2 separate regions of the Rattus norvegicus genome follow, and region 1 is linked to region 2. The links are chromatin contacts, called in public Hi-C maps. All regions are on one chromosome and are shown on one strand. Each heading gives the region's core, a stretch centred on a gene start, on an enhancer-like site or on the middle of the called end of the contact. The rest is flanking DNA. Distances are from core to core; before and after follow the strand shown. Region 1 has its middle 900 kb from the start of Mctp2. Region 2 has its middle 760 kb from the start of Arrdc4.

What was found. A called contact is a pair of places that touch in the nucleus more often than the background predicts.
Region 1: a contact with region 2 is called in a Hi-C map of the A7r5 cell line, with 6 times the contacts expected there. The contact joins two enhancer-like sites. A contact is called at or near these places in 7 of 12 Hi-C or Micro-C datasets (the A7r5 cell line, frontal cortex, hepatocytes and 4 more).

Annotation. Positions count from the first base shown.
Region 1 is chr1:134,505,200-134,511,216 of GRCr8, reverse strand. No RefSeq gene overlaps it. Among named protein-coding and RNA genes, the nearest start is that of Mctp2, 900 kb to the left of the region's middle. Within about 2 kb of position 4,121, at least 6 of the 93 cell types and tissues checked have an H3K27ac peak or open chromatin away from gene starts, as enhancers often do. A contact at or near this core is called in the A7r5 cell line, where this site is marked.
Region 2 is chr1:132,551,903-132,558,522 of GRCr8, reverse strand. No RefSeq gene overlaps it. Among named protein-coding and RNA genes, the nearest start is that of Arrdc4, 760 kb to the right of the region's middle. Within about 2 kb of position 1,937, at least 2 of the 93 cell types and tissues checked have an H3K27ac peak or open chromatin away from gene starts, as enhancers often do. A contact at or near this core is called in the A7r5 cell line, where this site is marked.

The DNA of each region.
Region 1 (6,017 bases), core at 2,872-5,371, 2.0 Mb before region 2:
CACAGCACTGTTCTCGCTTATAGACAGTTTCCTCTACAAGTGTTCCTAGTCTTCATCATCACTCTAGCATCTGTGTCTATCCAACTATCCTTTACCAAGGATCCAATCACATCCTCAGCCATGGAAGCATATTGTTTTGTTTCTCTTTTTTTCTTGATGAATATTAGCCACTAAACCATCCATATTCTTTTTTAAGGAGGGTGAGAGAAACCAGCAAAATAAGTACAACTTTAGTTTGTTTTTAATGAAAAAATTCAAAAGCTTTCAAAAGCCTACAACGCAAATAATAAAAATGGCCCATACAATGTAGTAACAGTCAAATTCAAGGTAAGGTCTGTATGCTGAGTTCGTCTAATTTGTACCCATGAAACACTACACAGATTACTTAGAACATGTGTCCTGTTGAGAAATCCGTGTGCTAAAAGATGATAGCCAGATGAGTGCTAAGTTTTCCAAGGAGATCCTACTTTGTTCCATGATTGGAAAAACCAAATATGAGCCCCTATCGGAAACTTCTATCCATTTCTCTGTTTATTCTAATTTATAATGAAGCTCTATCACTTTGACTACCAAAAACATTGGGGGTGTTACAGGGTCAACTATTCACTGAGTGTGAAGTGTTAAAGAAACTAAATTTAAATTCAAGATTTCTTATGCTCAGCTCAGCTCGGCTCAGCTCAGGAAGGCTCTGGGCACTCAGTCTTCCGGGTGTTACTGTATGTGGGTCCTATGTAAATAGATCCAGTTGTACTTCATTTCCAGCTGTTGGCACTTAACAAAACTAAGATGCCCTTGAGAGCACCAGATGGTCCAATCATGGAAGTTTAAAGAGTGGATCTCCTTTGGGGGTTTTAGTGCCCATTAGAAGTTTACCTAACCCTCTTTTGTATGCTGAATTTTTATCACTATAACATGTTCTAAATGAGATCTGCATTGCTTCTCATGGGCAGACTTCAAGAAAAAGCAATATGTCTCAATCCTTCTTTTTACTGAACTATAATGCCTTTTATAGGGGCATTTTTACCCTTTGGAAATACAGGTTTTCAGAAAGCCTGAGTTCCCCCATTTAAAACAACAACAACAAAAGATTGTTACTTAAGGCATGTTTAGATCAAATGTTATTTTTTTATGAATTCATGAGACAACAATTTAGACTAGACTACATATTAGAAAAATATTTTATCTTGGAAACACCTCGAAGGAAGAGGGAAATCTCCCTAGACTTGAGACAGACTACATTGGATAAAATTCCATTGAAGGGGGATGGAATGGGTCAGAAAACCTAAGTCCAAAGGAACCAGTTCTCTCCAAAGGAACAGATCATGGTTTTTCCATGTCTAATTTCTCAGTTTGTGACTCTTGTGGGAATTTTTAAACCCATAAAATGTGCCCTTTTTTTCTGTCCCTGGTAATGGCCTAATGAAATAAACACTCATAAATATATGGTGTTCCCAGAGATAAGATCTGAACATCAGATGCCTTTTACCTGTCACTGGAGGATGATTTATTGGCAATGCATTAGTCATGTGATCTCTTCCAGTTATTCACCAGGCCCCAGCACTGAAGGTCAGTCAGTTCTCTTGTCAATGGATTCTTTTAAGTGTTCTAATGCCCAAGTGCCTAATGAACCTAATTTTATATACACAACCAACTTAAAAGTCTACGAAAATGGTCATTGGACTTCATTGGATACTTATAAGTTTAATCTGAATCTCAGAGATTTGCCCTAGGACTGGTAACCCTTTGCATGAAAACTGAGATGCTCTGACCCTGCAGGAAGCAAGAGTAGATCTACTTTGTGGACATTACCATTGGATTTAAATTAAATGAATGCCTGGGTGGATGGATGGGTGGGTGGGTCAGTGGTTAGGTGGACGGATAAATGGATGGATAAATGGATGGGTGCATGTTACCAAGATTTGAGTCGACGGGAGCATCTGGCTTGACTTCAGAGCTTCTGGATTGAGCACACAGTGCTTTACCAATAGGAAGAGACAGTGGTTGCTACCCTTTTCATCTTTCCTTTCTCTTCAAGAGGCAGTCAGGAAATAGGCAGGCTTTACTTCGCTTTCTCTTTTCTTGGACTTCCAGGACTTATCTAGGCATTATAGATGCTTTAAACCTGAAAAGCAGCCAGTTCCGTGTGACAAGTGAGGCCAGGAACTCTACCCCACACCCCACTAAGTTGAGAATTATATACTTCAAAAACACAGAAGGAAGCAGGACTTCCTTTGCCCACATCCTGTTCCTTCTATCCGGCTGCCTTTTCCTAAGCCATTGTTTGGTTACCATGAAGAATGATTTTACTTCCTATAGTTCTTATCTCTGCTGCCTCTGATTGACGTTGAAGCTTTCTCTTTTTCCCAATAGCACCACATTAGTATGACAATGGGGATTCCTGAGGAAATTCAGAAAAACTGGACATATCTGCCATGATTTTTATACTTCCTACTTTTATTCTTTATTATACTCTATGCTAGATATCCAAGTAGCTGCCTAAGTCTACAATGGGCAATGCATGTACCATCAGTTAATTCAAAGTACAAAAGTATGTTTGTTTCCTGAGCACTCAATGAGTGGTCCAAGCACTTGAAGTCCCTGCCATAGCCTGAGACAGAGCAATGAGGCCACTATGTGGAATCTATATACTTAGCTTTCTATGAGCCCTTGTTTATTAATAGGACTTTTCTTGAAATATTTAGCCCCCTCAGACACTTTGGCCTTGGATGGAGAATGGAGGCTATATTAATACTACCCTCATTGCTTATAAAACCAGCTCTGTAGTATAATGTCAGCTCAAAAATTTAACATATATTGTTATAAAAAGTTTGCTAATGAGAAATCAGTTTCTAAGTGGAGTAGGTATCAGATATCATTCTACCTCTTCAAGCCTGATTGTAAAGAATGAAAGGATTCCAAGTTGGTATTGTCAGAAAAGTGTGCTAAAAGAAACAAGACTGAAGAAGTTTGAACCATGAGACATAGATATGGTGGGAGTTCCCACTAAAGTCAGACAGCAGAAGGTAAAGATCGACTGCTTGAGCACATCTTGAAGACATCATTTATTTCACTACATTTAGACTTTTCATTCTCATGATCACAACTAAAATGTGAACTTCTGGGCTTGACTTTCCTTAATGAGTTTTGTATCTCTAGTGCCTGGTACAGCTCTTGCCACCAGCAGGTCATATATCTTCAGACTCCTCGGTCATAAACTTTGCTCAACACATGAGTAATCAAATGACCGGATGTGCTTTTGAGCTTCTCCTCCCCAGTCTCTCTGGGAGCCTTTGGTCAAGCCACAATTCTTTCTTACTCCTGGCATCTCTCTAGACACATTAACACTTACCATGACCTCCTGTCTACAATTTACAATTTTCTGGTCTGTTTCCAGTTGCCACAAGCCTCTCTTTAGGGGAGTGGTGGCATTCTGGCGTCCGGGTTTTTCAAATTCTGAGTTGAAGACTTAACATGTTTCTTCACCGGACAGATTAGCTCACTGATCATCCTGGATTGAAGGTAGCATAGCTCCCACTTCTAGTAACAGCACAATCAGTTGTTTCTGGTCTACAATCCCACAGCACTGAGTCTTTCTCTACCCCTGTACCTGAGCAGATTCCCTTGGTATCAGAAAGAGACCTCTGATTTATTGGGATTGCAAAGTCTTAATTTACAACACAAAACTATTTTTTTTCAGTGTCTGACTGTACTGGCCCTCAATCCTGTTAATCCTCATTTAGTTATTTTTAACTGAAAGCCCTGCCTCTTATCCTTAAAAACCTCCCTTAATTTGATCTTTGGTTAACCTGGCTTAATTTGATCTTTGGTTAACCTGGCTTAATTTGATCTTTGGTTAACCTGCCTTAATTTGATCTTTGGTTAACCTGCCTTAATTTGATCTAAGGCTCTCTTTGACCCATAAAGTTGCTCTGACATCTTTCACATTTCACTATTACTCCATCTTTATCAGTGCTGTGCTCCCTAGCAATTTTACTTTCATAAGACGTCCCAAGAAATCTGAATTCCACAGTCACATCCATTTAAGATCTGTGTCACGCTGAGTCCTTCTCCGTTTTTAACCCAATAAAAAATGGTAACAAACCTGGGCTTCTTAGTTTTAGCTAAGTATTAGCTTAGTCTATAACTAAACATAGACCTTCTCTCCATGCCTGCTGAGTCACACCCATTAATACTCTACAAAACGTTTTAGTTATGCAGTTTATTTTGGAATAGTGCCTAGGCAAAAATTGTATTTTAATCCCCACTACTAAAATAGTAAAGAAACGAATAAAACTTTTTATGGTGTTGATAACCCTCTTCTTTTGCCTTTCTAACACATTTGAAGACTGTTCTTTTGTATAAGAAGCTGTTATCTCTATTGACTTTTATAAAATTCTCTTCGCTTTAGCTACCATATAGACACAGATAGACCTCTTCTGTGTCTCTAGACAAAAATTGAACCCTAAGTACTGTGATTTCTACTATGTTCTTGTCTTCATCAGCTGTCCACTTACAGCACAAGCTGCCTTTGTTTATGATCCAATTTACAAATGCTATGCGCTCCAATCCCAAACCAGCTGGTACCCCAACCATCATTGTCCAAACATCAATCATTTGCATTGACTGGAGAAAAGTTAGAATGATCATTTTTTCTCAAGCCAGATATGCCCTTCTGGCTATGTTGCTTTCTGAGTGAATCTGAGGGTTTCCTTCTGTAAAATAATTGCAGGAATAATATTTTTGCTGATGTTGTGAACTTAGTGAGTACCTCATGTCTATTGTGTTTTTCCATTTGAAGTATCTCATAACTCCCAATTCTCCCCTGATTTTTCTTTCTTTCCCACAGTTTAGGCTAATGGAATAGTTGTAGTTCTCACTTTCAGGACCTCAATATCTCTCCACTCTATAGAATGACTAACTATTCTTAGATATGTAATTGTGACCAAATGGATTGTATAAAAACTACCTCAATTGCATGCACAATATTTTTATCATGTAATGACAAAGCCAGACTTTGTGAATTAAAGTATAATGATTATTGGGATACAGAGTGTTTATAATTGTTATTCTTCTTGTTACTTTTCCACTGTCTTCTGAAAACTGAGAAGGCTTAGAAATGTATCTGTAAGTTCTATATGTAATAGCCAGAAATTAAAAACAACCTAGATATCCCTTAGCAGAAGAATGCATAAAGAAAATGTGGTATATGTATACAATGGAATATTACTCAGCTATTAAAAATAATGAGAGCATGAAGTTTGCTGAGAAATGGATGGAACTAGAAAAGATCTTCCCTAGTGAGAAAAATCAGACACAGAAAGACAAACATGGCATATACTCACTTATAAGTGGATATGACTCATAAAGTACAGTATAAACATGCTACAATTGACAGACCCAAAGAAACTAAGTAACAAGGAGGGTTCAAGAAGGAAAGCCTGAATCTTACTGAGAAGGGAAAATAAAATAGACATTGGGTCTAGATGAAGGGAGGGGACTGAGTAGGAGAGCAGGTGAGGATGGGAATAGGAGGGAGCAAGTGAGGGAAGAAAGAGGGAAAGAGTACTGAGAGAGACTACTACAATGGGGGAGGTTGTGGATTTCCAGGTTGAGTTAGTAACCTGGGACAATGGAAACTCCCAGGAATCTTTGAAAGTTAAGCTGGCTAAGACTCATAGCAACCGTGGGTACAGAACCTGAAACTAAGCAAAATTTTCATTGGGGGATTGGGACACCAGACCAGCAACGAAACCTTCAACCTATAATTTGTACTGCCTACAAGATGTGCCAGTTTAAATAATATGGAGCAGAAACTGAGGGAGTGGCCAGCTAGAGACCCATGCCATGAGAGAGAACCCATTCCTGCCCTGATTAATAATATTAATAATATTATGCTATGCTTGCAGACAGGAGCCTAGTCTGTCACCTGAGAGGCTTTACCCAGCAACTGATGGAAGCAGATGCAGAGACCCACGACCAAAATTTAGACAGAGCTTGGAGAACCCTGTGCAAAAGGG
Region 2 (6,620 bases), core at 688-3,187:
GGATGGGAAATAGCTCAGATCCTAGATTTCTGTTACCAGAGCCTATCTGTTGGCTACAATGACAGCAACAAAGACATTAACAATGAGAATGACAAGGAGAATATGTGTTTATTAAGTTACCAGAAGTCTATCTTTTGATGGATAGGCAAATTCCAAAACCGGGCAGTCATTTCCAAAGGCGTTTTCCCCTTCTAAACGGGCATGCGCCTATAGGTGTCTGCCTACAAAGCTAAATGGTTGCAGCATGAGTTTGCCATGGTTTTCCTAGGGGATCAGCAGCTTTCACTGTGTGGCCCTCGTGTGTTTGTTTGTTTGTTTGTTTGTTTCTTAGATAGTCTTGATGTTTGGCTGAATTTATAAGCCTCTCCCCTTCTGCTGGAATTAGTGCAGAAGCACCCTTCATTTTGTAAAGGGGAGATTTTATCTATCTCTTCATTTCACATAGAACTCTGTGGGAGGTGTAAGAAATCCTGGCTCAGTCCGACAGGCTAAACTTTATCTGTACCCAGGCAGCCCCAGAGTGAGAGTTCACCTAAGGACTTCAGCCCTTTCATTTAGGAAAAAGTAAGCATCGTTTTACATGCCTGTCCCCAGAATTACTGTTCAAAGAGGGAGGGAGGGAGGGAGGAGGAGGAGGAGGAGGGAGGAGGAGGAAGAGGAGAGAGAGGAGGGAGAGAGAAAGAGAGAGAACAATTATTTGCTGTTGTTGTTTGTGAATGTAGGTTTAAAAACCTTTCCATGGCAAAGGCCAAGTGTGATCTTAACATCAGCCCCATTCACTGGTGGCACAGGTAAATTCTGTAATTCTGTCAATTTAGAAACCCACATTCTTTGAAGATATTGTCTTAAAGCGTTCTTCTAAGAATTAAATGCAAACATACATATATATATATATATATATATATATATATATATATATATGATGAAGGAAAGAGCAGAGGGCAGGGGAAAGAGAGGGATGAAGGAGGGAGGGGAACTGGGAAAGAGGATATGTACATGTGGTAATCATGTCAGAATAACTGAGAACAAACAAAGGCAGTGGTAAATAGTGGAGCTGAGGGGCTCAGGTTAAACCTCCCCTCACCTGTGCACACTTCCTGCCCTTGTTACTTAAGCCATTAAGTTGATATTGAAGTTACTTGTAGGGACCTCAGACTGAAGAACATTAGCATAAGGCAATTTCAGCTTGGTGTCAATGATTCCCCAAGATATTTAATTTAAATGTCATTAATTGCTGTTTATAAATCAATTCCCCTTCACTGATACCCTCTCGGACATACCTTTTGAAACAAAACAAAACAAAAAACCCTGATGTTCTGGGCTACACCTTTCTCCAAGTTTCTTTGTGAATTAAAAGCTGTATACCATGAGCCCACAGAAACTTCCCTTCTTTCTTGGGAAGGAAAATTATTCGAGTTTGTGCTTCAGAGCAAGCCGCGAATGAGCTTCCGGTCTTTTTTGCACTCCAGATATTTTCCTAATCTGGAAACATCTCAAAAGGGTTCTTGAAATATGCGTTTATGGATCATTTTGTGAGAAAACGTTCCTCCATGTGAATTTGGGCCTTAATCTATAAGCTGGGTGACAAGGGTCAAGTCCGGTTTACAGGGAGGACACGTATATTTATGAGACTGGTTTTAGTGAAAATTATATTTTTGACTTTGGCGTTCACAGATTTTGAAGGCAAATTCCTTGCTGACAACTGTTAGGGACCCACTGAATAACCACAGACTGGCTACTTTTGCTTTAGGACTGTGAGGAATCCTGACAATGAGCACACGAGTCTGGTCAGAAGTCTAAACATGGGACTGCCGTTCTTTTCTTTTTCCTCCTCCTCCTTCTCCCCCTCCTCCTCCTCCTCCCTTTTAAAATTAGCCTTGCACAGATCAAGTTAAAGAAAATCTGTTTTTTTCATATGTGAGTCATTTCCCCCTAACAGAACTTTCCCTGCCTAGGCAAACAGTAGTAATATAGCTGCCTGCAAGTCCATGTGATGAAAGCCCGTGTCACCATGTGCAAACTGTGAAACGTAATTGAAAGTAAAATGTTTAATTAAAATGGACATTTCTGAGCCCGCTTGTGGCAGCAGCCATCTTGCTGAAAAATTATATTTGTTACACCGGCAACCTGGGAAAACCAATCAGAAGACGGTGAATGCCAGGTCCCATCGCAAAGTAAATGGGGTGAAAATCGGAAGGCAAGCCGTAGTTACTGTGCATGTCCCCAACACATGTGCCCTGGCGCCGACCACGTAGAACATGAGGACCTGCCGGCCAGAGCCGTTCCTAAGTCAGTATTCATTATCACAAAGCATCCCCTTCCCTTCAAATAATTCTCCCTCGTACTCATGTCAGCAAGTCTCCTTAACAACAGGGCTTTTCAGATGCTCTGCTCTCTCATACTGGCTGAAATGGAAGGATACTCCTTGTCTCCGAATTTCTCCTCGGAGACCATGCGGGCCTTTCCCCTCCTCTCATAAAAGCCACGGGTCCCAGATAATTCAGACTCGCGTGGAGATAGGCGTTGCACAGGTTTGCAGTTCAGATGTGTGGACAGATTTTGAAAACGAATTTCCATCTGGCATCCAAAGGGCAGCTTCTCCTGCCTGGAGGTGGGGTGTCAGAGAGCGCCTGGTCTGAGCTGGGTCACCAGCCAGCAAGAGTCCCAGATTCAGAAAGTCTCCTTATTGGAGAATTTCTTTGACATTTTCGAAAGGGCAAGTGAAATAAAGTTCTTTTTGGCTGCATCTTTAACTTTATCCTCTTAAAAACCAGCCACCAACAGCAGAACTAATCTTGCAATAGTAGAACAGTTCTTTAAAAGGATGACAGTTCCCACTTACCTTGGTTTTTTTTTATTTACTTATTTTTTTTAATTTTTGCCATATTATGAGGTTTTTTTGCTCTTTGCACGGTTACCGGCTCTGCAGTCTAATTATCATGGCTCAGAACGGAGGAATGAAACAGCAAACCAACAAATAAATATAGAAAGAAAAGGTCTGCCAATGTGAAACCCATTAAAAGTGTTAATAGCAAAGCACTGTGGGAAAAAAATCATGATTAGGATATTAAAACAAGTCTTATTGTCTAGATCCAGCAGCCACACCATTTGATCATTTTCCCTATCTGACCTTGTCCAGTGAGCTCTCTCTCTCTCTCTAATATGTTCTTTATTGCCAAAGGAATGCACTTTGAATTTACTTTCTTTATGGTGTGATTATAAATCTCTGTGACATCCCTAATGATTCATCTCTTTTGGCGCCAGGCAGAAGGATAACCACTTCTATAATGCACACGTTTCACTTAAGGTGAAACCGGAAGGAGATTTATCAGTCAGCACAGACCTTCCAGGCACAGGCTTAAACTACAACCGTTTATCCCCTTCCATAAACAAGTTTAACTTTGGTGCATTTTCTCCCTGAAATGCCTCATAACCCTCTAAATAAGATGTTTTAATTTGTGCATGGTCTGAACAAGTGGGCCTTTTCTTCTGCCGAAGGGACAGTTGTACGTTTTCGACTGAACCTCTCAGCACGGAAATATATCGGTCAGGAGCATACTTCCTAGGACTGCCGATCGCTCACTTGTCTTAAATTAAGCAGAATGCTTAATTGAGACTGATTAGTGACTGTTTTCTATGATTTGTAGGTATCTTTTTAAACTCCAAAAATAAATAATTTTAAGGACATCGGGTTGTAAATAAGCCTGCTCTGTGTTTGAAATTTTAACTCAGAAAACATTGTACTATAAGCAAGATTGAATTTATTTATTTATTTATTTATTTATTTATTTATTTATTTATTTACTTATTTATGATTCCATTATAAACCTTAATGGCAGTAGGGTTTTCATTGTGAGTGGAAAATACATGAACACGCCATGTAAATCCCCTAAAATGTCCATATGATTGAATACCTTTCTCGTAACATATTTGTCGTTCTGTGTGTGTTCGGCCCGGCAATGTTTGCTTCAATGTCCTTTTTCCACAGTACAAACAAAACTCCACGGATAGATACAAAACCCACACAGGCCGAGCCAATGATGATAGAAAACTGGTGAGCAAAATTACTTTTGAACTTCAGATGACAAGAAACACACTTGGTCCACGAAGCTGGAAGAAATGGAGGTTTTTTTTTCCCCCTCCCTTTCCTCAGACATATGTAGAACATTTGTTTCTGTTTTATTTCTACTGTCATAATATGATGGTTTTATTCAGTTTTTAAACATGCTTCAGCTGGAAATACTACATCTTTAAATCAGGCAACCCTGGCTTCAGTGTGAATTCCCTTGCCGCGCTCCCTCACCTTACCCAGGTGCATGTTAAATCAGTATTAATGACAATATCATTCTTGTGCAGTCATCTCCTGCCTGCAATTTGGTTTTAATTACCCGCCACGTTGTCTTTCCCCCTCACTGACAGCCATTAAATAGGGAATGACACTGGAGCCATGGCTGTGTGTAACACTCACTTCACCAGAGCCCAGGTTCCTCATAAAGCAGGCTGCAGTGCCTCCTAGTGGCCGACATCAGAAAGGGTCATAACTGAACTGAGAATTTGTAAGCACTTTTCAGGTTAATTTGGGGATCTTGGCAGATTATGAGGTTCCCTGGCTCTATATGAAGAAAATAGAAAGTATGAACTAAATCCTAGTTATTAATCAAGAAACAATTATTTATTGGCAAAAGTGCTAGTTTAAATGCAGTGATCAATCATCTCTCCAAATACTCTCTGATAGTGTAGGGTCGAGACGATGGAGGATCAGAAACCACAAACTTGGCTGAGAAAATGGAGCTGGGGAAAGTTCTCAGGCAAATTATCTAAGGAAGGTGAGTCACCAGTGCTCTGATCACCACGAGGACCATTCTTTCTCCTAGTTTGCTATACGGTGAGGGCTGTTTGCTTTACTTGCCTTTTCCTTCCTTCCGCTTCGCAAAATATTTTAATTTCTCTGTGAACTAAATGCATCCTTCCAAGCTAGGAACTAATCCATCCCAGTGCCCATGATCATTTTTAAATTAATCATGGTAGTCCTAAAGTATCTTTGTCCCCGCCCCCCCCACCACGAAGTTTTCTTTTAAACAGGATTTTAAAATTAATACTGTTTGTACAAACACTCCCCTTAGACATTGTGCAGATGTTCCGGATTGAAGATTCTCATCTTACATAAGGGCGATCACATATTGTTTTTAAAAAATTGTTGGCTAAAATACATCTGCAGTCATGTGCATGACGTAAGAAGGGCATTAGACCTTTCGTACTATCCATTAGAAACATCACTCATGAACACTACATTACAGAGCAGGGTAATGGTTAGGAGTCACATACACTTATCTATCTATCTATCTATCTATCTATCTATCTATCTACCTATCTATCTATCTATCGATCCATCTATCTTTGCTGAATTTTCTCCCTGCCTACTTCTTGGTTTAAAGGTGTTCATTTCAGGGCTCCTGGGCCAAGCGTCTCACAAAAGCTAGCGCTACTCTCTTTAGATTCTCTCAACAAGTATAATTACTCACTTTGCATGCTACTCAGTGGAGAATCATAGCTAACTGCTTTAATTAGAAATTTAACCATGCATCATATATACAATATCTTGAGTGCGCACTCATGGCGCGCATCTGTTCTTATGTATTTACACTTACGAAAACTCAGACATAAAACAGAGATAGCGATGATGACTCTCCTCATTCTCCAAACTAGAGGGGCGGTGTCAAACGCTAATTCACTTCTAGGAATTGCTGTTCCTTTGCACAATAACTCCATACCTGCCTTATTAGAATCAATAAACAACTGCAGGTATTTTGCTGAAAATATGAAAATATACATCAGCAATGTGGACCAGTATTAAGTATGTCACACCGGTTGGAACCTGATTTTAAATCTTACACAATGAAGATAGAATTAAAAAAAATTTTTTGAAATAAACTAAAATCCCCTTATGAACTAGCATTTCTACTTTTATTCGCTAGACAGTAAAACACTATTTGGTCACCTGAATAGTTCCTGAATTGGTTTTTTATTTTAAAGAATATTTTTTGCATCATTAAATAACAGCGAGAAAAATCGTTATTCCTTCCACACTGAAACGGGAAGCTTAGACATGCCACGATAAAGGCTTAATCTCTGATATGGCTTACATATATTGGCTTACAGCTATATTGAGTCCAGTTAGACTGATTTTTTTCATTCGTAATATGAAACTTGATGCTGGGAAATCTGATAAGTGAGTTTCATTTCCCTGGAAATTTATTGCTTCTATATCCAAGTGCAAAGAAATAGCACAACTAAAAACAATGGGGAGCCTGTCAGCCGCACATTAATGAGGGCCACTATTTTCTCACCAAGGTTCTTCATTGGGGTGTGTGTGTGTGTGTGTGTGTGTGTGTGTGTGTGTGTGTGTGTGTTGTGGGGGCGGGTATCTGAGCTACTAGAATTGTAGGATATGTTATTCTTTTCAGAATCGATCACCGTTCCTGTTTGCCTGACTAGTATAACGTCAACTCTCAAGGCATGTCAGATCAAGAGGGAGAACCATAGTAGAACGAAGAAAGAGGATCCGTGTGCTTGCGCTGAGAGCCATGTGGAACCGAGTAAGGCTCACCCCCCAAAGCTCT